2 separate regions of the Danio rerio genome follow, and region 2 is linked to region 1. Evidence: chromatin contacts called from public HiCAR-type data. All regions are on one chromosome and are shown on one strand. Each heading gives the region's core, a stretch centred on a gene start, on an enhancer-like site or on the middle of the called end of the contact. The rest is flanking DNA. Distances are from core to core; before and after follow the strand shown.

What was found. HiCAR-type assays count read pairs that join an accessible place to other places.
Region 2: a contact with region 1 is called in a HiCAR-type map of caudal fin, with 5 times the contacts expected there. The contact joins the promoter of hs6st1b here to the enhancer-like site in region 1. A contact is called at or near these places in 4 of 18 Hi-C or Micro-C datasets (caudal fin and embryo) and 2 of 4 datasets of contacts at active chromatin or transcription factors (caudal fin and embryo).

The regions. Positions count from the first base shown.
Region 1 is chr24:31,910,772-31,914,018 of GRCz12tu, forward strand. The region is part of intron 1 of hs6st1b (heparan sulfate 6-O-sulfotransferase 1b); the gene reads right to left. Among named protein-coding and RNA genes, the nearest start is that of hs6st1b, 95 kb to the right of the region's middle. Within about 2 kb of position 1,935, at least 6 of the 62 cell types and tissues checked have an H3K27ac peak or open chromatin away from gene starts, as enhancers often do.
Region 2 is chr24:32,006,226-32,009,171 of GRCz12tu, forward strand. It overlaps hs6st1b (heparan sulfate 6-O-sulfotransferase 1b), which reads right to left and starts at 1,442. Exons shown (of 2, transcript NM_001080203.1): 1 at 922-1,442. The coding sequence starts at 1,442.

The DNA of each region.
Region 1 (3,247 bases), core at 685-3,184:
AAGGGGTTTATGTTAACATTGTCTTTTTTCCTTATGAACCACTTGCGTCATCAAGCTTCTGTTTTGTGTACAGCTGTTGCTAGGTGACGGCCACAAAAGTAAAGCACCAAAATGGAGACCTACGCATATCATGGTCATTCTGCTTTCACTGAAACTTGTGGTTTTGTTTTCAAAACCAAAATACAGAGAGCCACTTGCATCTATCTGCCACAAAAAAATATTAAAAACGTTCAGAACATCACGCAATGTCTGCAGAAGTCATTTTTGGTGGAGACAAGCAGACATTATCACTGTTTGCACTGGATCAGTCCCGCTTGTCACCAAGGTAGGTGATACACAGACACACACACACACATGAATGAATGTAATAAAAACTAAACATTTTTGTACAGTTAGCGGTTCACTTCCGTTAATTTTTATGATTGCATTCACATCAGAAGTGAACCATACTAGAGTTCGCAAGAACCATACCACCGATTTTAGGTGGACTCGGGTACGGTTCACAGGTGCACATTTGAGTTCAGAAGACACTGTTTCACACTAGATCAGAGGTGTCCAAACTCGGTCCACAAGGGTCGGTGTCCTGCTGAGTTTAGCTCCAACTTGCTTTAACACACCTGCCAGGAAGTTTCAATTATACCTAGTAAGAGCTTGATTAGCTGGTTCAGGTGCGTTTAATTAGGATTGGAGCTAAACTGTCCAGGACACCGGCCCTCCAGGATCGAGTTTGGACTCCTCTGCTCTAAATAAAAGTACCGTACTTTGACATCAGACGAACCCGGGTGCTGACCAAAAGTGCTAGTGTGAAAGTACCCTTGTGAAACAACCCACAAAGGTTGAATCCCTAGGAAATTGAACCCATAAGCAACACAATGCAATCAGTGTAGTGGTGTACAACTGGCGTATCCTACAATTAATACCATTTTGAAAGACGGGCTGTAGCAGGTGTAAACCATGACTCATTAAATGCCTTTTCTCAAGAGTCTTGCCATGGGGCACCAATGTCTTAATCCTTTCCCACCACTTCACATCCTGTATGTTTAGAGTTTCCTTTGATTGATGGAACTTGAAACATGATTCTGGATGCAAAATGGAAAAAAAGGAACTAGGGACATTCCTGGTCTGGATTTGATCAAGGGAACTTAATGTATGAAGAACGAGGACTTATTAGAAATGCACAAAATATTTGGAACACTAGTAGTATTTAAATATGTAAATCTTATAACATATGCTAGCAAGACATGGTATGACTGGTCTTATGCCATAGATCTAAAACAGTTGTGAAAGAGTTGAACTAATTGAGAAAACAAAAAAACAGGTATGGCTCAAAATTGTTTCGAGACAGGCTATTCTGAAGTGAATGCAGACAGATGGTGATGAAACCACCTCAAGAGAAGACTTCACAATGCTCACACACTATAGGGACATATCATGAAAAACACACAAAAGCATCTTTACCAGAACACTTCAAGAATGCATCAGGGACACAAGTCCACAGGGAAAATCAAGTTTCATTTGAACCAAGCACAGGATTTGTGGAGTGGGAGGAAGACCAAGCGCTGCCAACAAGCTAGCAGCAGGTGGTTTTCAACAGATTAATCTCAACCAAACTGATGACAGTATGATTTAGCTCTCGGTTACCAATTCAACAAGCTCCAGCTGCACTTCACCCTACATTACCTCCTAACACCCATGTGACTAAATGTGCCAAAGAGACAGATTTCCTCCAAAGTGCCTAAGAGCTGATTATATTGAAAATAACCTGAAATCACATACAAAATCTGAGAAATTCATTCCTGGCGACCCATATGGCACTTCCCAAGGTATCACCGGGTGCTGCCTCTGGCCAAAAGACAGAAATCCTGCCAACACTGTTCTCAAATGCCCTCACCCTGAACATGCTGTGGCCTTACTGACCACATGGTGGCAGTGTGCATTTACTAATCAGCCCATTATAAACCAGATATGGTGGTGTGCACTTCAAAACCTTCCCTGTAATAGTAAGAAGGCACTTTGATCAGATCAGAGTGTGACTTTTTGACTTTTGTTAAGTTTTTCTACCCTTCCTCATATACACTAATAGAATAAATTGATACTTCAGGATCTTCAAATCTCTTTTTGTTCATTCATTGTTCCTTTCTCACTACTGGGTGAGAAAGCTGCAGGCTTATAATCATTAGTGAGCCTGAGAGACACCCGAGATCCCTCTGCAGTGCCAAGGCTTCCCGTTTTAATAACTCTCATGTTTCCACAGCGATTAAACTCTGGGCCCCATCAGCACACACGGCAGTTCCAAATCCCAGCCAATAACTGGCTGCCTGCTCTGTGCAAGGCCGGTCAATACTAATAACACCCACTGAAATAGCCACATTATTAATGAGAACGGACCCAATACTGAGACTTGGGGCACCTCACAAAGTAACTGAGGGTCATATCACCACTTTGGACTGTTGCAGTGTGCAGACTCATAAATTAAGCTATTGAACACACGTCTCTTTTATAAAAGTGTTTCATAATTGAATTAAAGCCCAGTTGAGGCCAGCTCGGGAGGAGAGATTTCAGAATGTGTGTGCAAGGCTGCTTTGGCAAAGTCAACAGGAAGCTTTGGAATCTAGCGCCTGTTGTTTTAAGAATTTGTTGAATCCTCTTGTTCTACAAAACCTCAATGTCAGCAAGAGTACAAATGTGTAAAACAATATCTTTTTTTTAAAACAAAATAACCCCAGAATAGCCTGATTGAATAACATGATTAATCATGAGGCTGTGTAAAAATACAGACTAGGCCTTGATTTGATGGCTGTCTTTCATGCTTTAAAACAATGAAACTTGAAATGGCATCTTAGAAGCACATTTCTAAAGGCCCGCTTCCACTGAGTGGTACAGCACGGTATGGGCCACATTTATTAGGCTTGCGTTCCTATTGCCAAAAGGGTGCCAATGCTAATTCTCACAAAACATATGCTTTATATGCATACATACTTGTGTATATATATATGTTCATTACTAACCTTTCTATGAACATGATTTGATTATAACTGCTGATCAATGATAGCCTACTGTAACATCTGCGATTATTTAAAATAAATAAATAAATAAATGCAATATATATGAACACATACAGAGCCTTACAATCTCCGATATGTAACCAATAACAGAAAAACTACACACAGCATATATTTAGTCCTTATTTGGGTTCAAAAACAACACGCAACATATAGCCTACAATCAGTGCAAACCTCTCATCTGT
Region 2 (2,946 bases), core at 192-2,691, 95 kb after region 1:
ATTGGTAGGGACATTTCAGTAATAGGTGGATATTGGTGGGGACATGTCCCCTCCGTCCATGCCAATTCTACACCCATGGGTCTGACCACAACATTAAGGACAACTGACAGATCAGTCGGCAGACCAGTCTTGCATGTTTTCGTCCAGTTAACTGATGAAACTATTTAAAATAAATGCCTAAAAGTATATAGTTTAAAAATATAAATATTAGCCAACCTGACTGAACCCAGTCATTTTACAATGTACAAATGTTTATTTTTTTTACTAATTAAATTGTGGAAAAATAATAACTTGTAAACACTTAATGTTTGTCTGATAAAGTGAAAATGTGTTGTTTTTCTAAACTTAAAAAATTACTTATATATCATATTCTCAAAATGTAAATTTGTGGAATAATTTAGTTGACTTTTCTTGCATAACTGCTATGAAACTGAAAGGGACCCCCATCCAACCCGAAGCAGGATGGATAGATAGATAGATAGATAGATAGATAGATAGATAGATAGATAGATAGATAGATAGATAGATAGATAGATAGATAGATAGATAGATAGATAGATAAGAAACAACATATCATATGGGGGAAAACAGCTAAATCCTACAATAGCACAAATTCCTTAATGATTCAAATTCTTTTCAAAGGTTGTGTGAGCTTGATTTGTAATTAAAAGTAATAATGAAAGATTTAACTTTAACCGGTTTCTCCGCTAGAACCAATTCAGACAGACTGGAGATTTAACGTAGGCTACTGAGGCGATTTTTTACACACAATAGTTTAAAATTCTAATGTTATCAATATATGCAACAACAAACCCAGTGTGTGAGAGTTTGACACACTCGCCTTAACTCCTCGCGGCGTTGTTTTGAAACCCTCTAGATTTCCAGGCAAACTCGCAGGGTCAAACAAATAAACAAACTCACCTCATTTTTTTCGACTTGCTCTCTCTTTTGTTGAGAACTCCCGGGACGCAGTTGGTAAGCTCGGTCCAGTCCGCGTGTAAGCCGCAGCTCCAGCCGGTGGAGAACCGAGAGAACAGCCAGGTTTCCTTTCGGTTCGGACGGTAGCAAGTACACTTTTTCTGGCCCGGTCTACAATCGCAGGGAAGCTCCAAGCGAACATTTTGGACCAGATGCCTCCCGAAGGTGGTCCCACCGGTTTTTTGGATGTGAAGAAACACAATCACGTCTTCCCCCTTGATTTCGAAATCAATCTTGCGCTCGAGATCTTTAATAGGGAAGTAGTACTTTTTCACATAGTGCGGATCCGGAGTGGGGAAAATGGTCATATCCTCTTCGCCGAGAAGGTACCCGTGCGGGGAGCCGAAGTTTATCACCCCGGGCGCCACGTACTGGTACAAAATCAGCATGAAGAAGACCGATCCGACCACGATCAATAGAAATTTACTGGTCCTTTCAACCATGTTCCTTTCCGTGTCGTTCATTTGTTATCATTTCTCAGACAACAACAGTCCGCGGTGCTTCTGCGGTGCCTTGCACCCTTCTCGTCTCTCCGTTGACAAATCATCTTAGGTCCACTTAAGAGTTCAGGCTTTTGAGATAGTGTGTGTTTGGACTCATTATATCCACATTTCGACTGCTCCCCCTGTCAAAAATCCAGTTGGAATCTGTTCACGGGACGCTTATTGCGGGTGAAGGCGCTGCAGTTCTCCGAGCTCGAGTTGTCGAGTCTTCTGTGTGAAGCCACCCGTCAGAAAATACCTCCCTTGTCTCGTATAATTATTATACACAGCGACACCCACTTTCCCCCGCACACACATCAAGCTCACACTAGTAACTGTGAAGAAGGGGCTGTGAATACGTTGTTTGTAGTGCACGCCTGCGGTGATTTTTTTGTTTGTTTCCTGGTTGTGGTTTTAGTTTATTTTTGATGCCAGAAATTTGAGTTGTCTCATGGTCCACATAAAAAGCACCAACAATTTCGAGTGAATAAAAAGACTTAAAGAAACTAAAATATATTTTTGGATTGTGTGGTGTTTTTCTGCTTTTAGCAACTATGAATGTACAATTAGATGTATAAGGAATCAATTCAACAGTTATATTATAGATACATCACGTATGTCACGTATATCACGTTTATGCTATTTTTAGTTCATCATTGTTACTTGAGTTTTAGTTCCTGTTGCAATAGTTCATGTTTGGTTGTATGTATCACCCTGTATTTGTCTCTTCGTTGTGTCAGTTATTTTCAATAGAGTCTTCGTGTATTTTGTCTTCTAACGTTCTCGGTGTCTGAATACCTGTCATTTTACATTTTTTTTATTTTACATATATTTTACATATTACATTCTAATTTCCGCCATTGACTTTTATTTGCCATAAAGCTTGTCTGTTTTTAATGCATGTGAAGTAAAAATAAATGTAAACATGTATTAAATGGCTTAGTCTTTTCCTTTATACATATGATTAATATACATTTAAAATTTCCAGATTTGATTGATAAATAAATGCAATAAATAATGAAAATAATGCATTTCCACCAAGCTTCTTCTTATTATTATTTTTTTCACAAGCCAGGTTCTAATAAATAATTACTTGTTTTATAGTGAACTTACAAGGCGATGCGGTGGCGCAGTGGGTAGCACATTCACCTCACAGCAAGATCGCTGGTTTGAGCCTCGGCTGGGTCAGTTGGCGTTTCTGTGTGGAGTTTGCATGGGTTTCCTTTATGTGCTCCGGTTTCCCCCACAAGACCAAAGACGTGGGATAGGTGAATTGTGTATGATAAAAATTGTCCGTCGTGTACAAGTGTGTGTGTGTGTGTGAATGAGTGTGTATAGATGTTTTCCTGTGAAGGGTTGCAGCTGGAAGGACATCCGCTGCGTAAAAAACATTTGCTGGATAAGTTGGCAGTTCATTCCGCTGTAGCGTCTCCAGATTAATGTAGAGACTAACCCGACAAGAAAATGAATGAATGAATGAACTCGC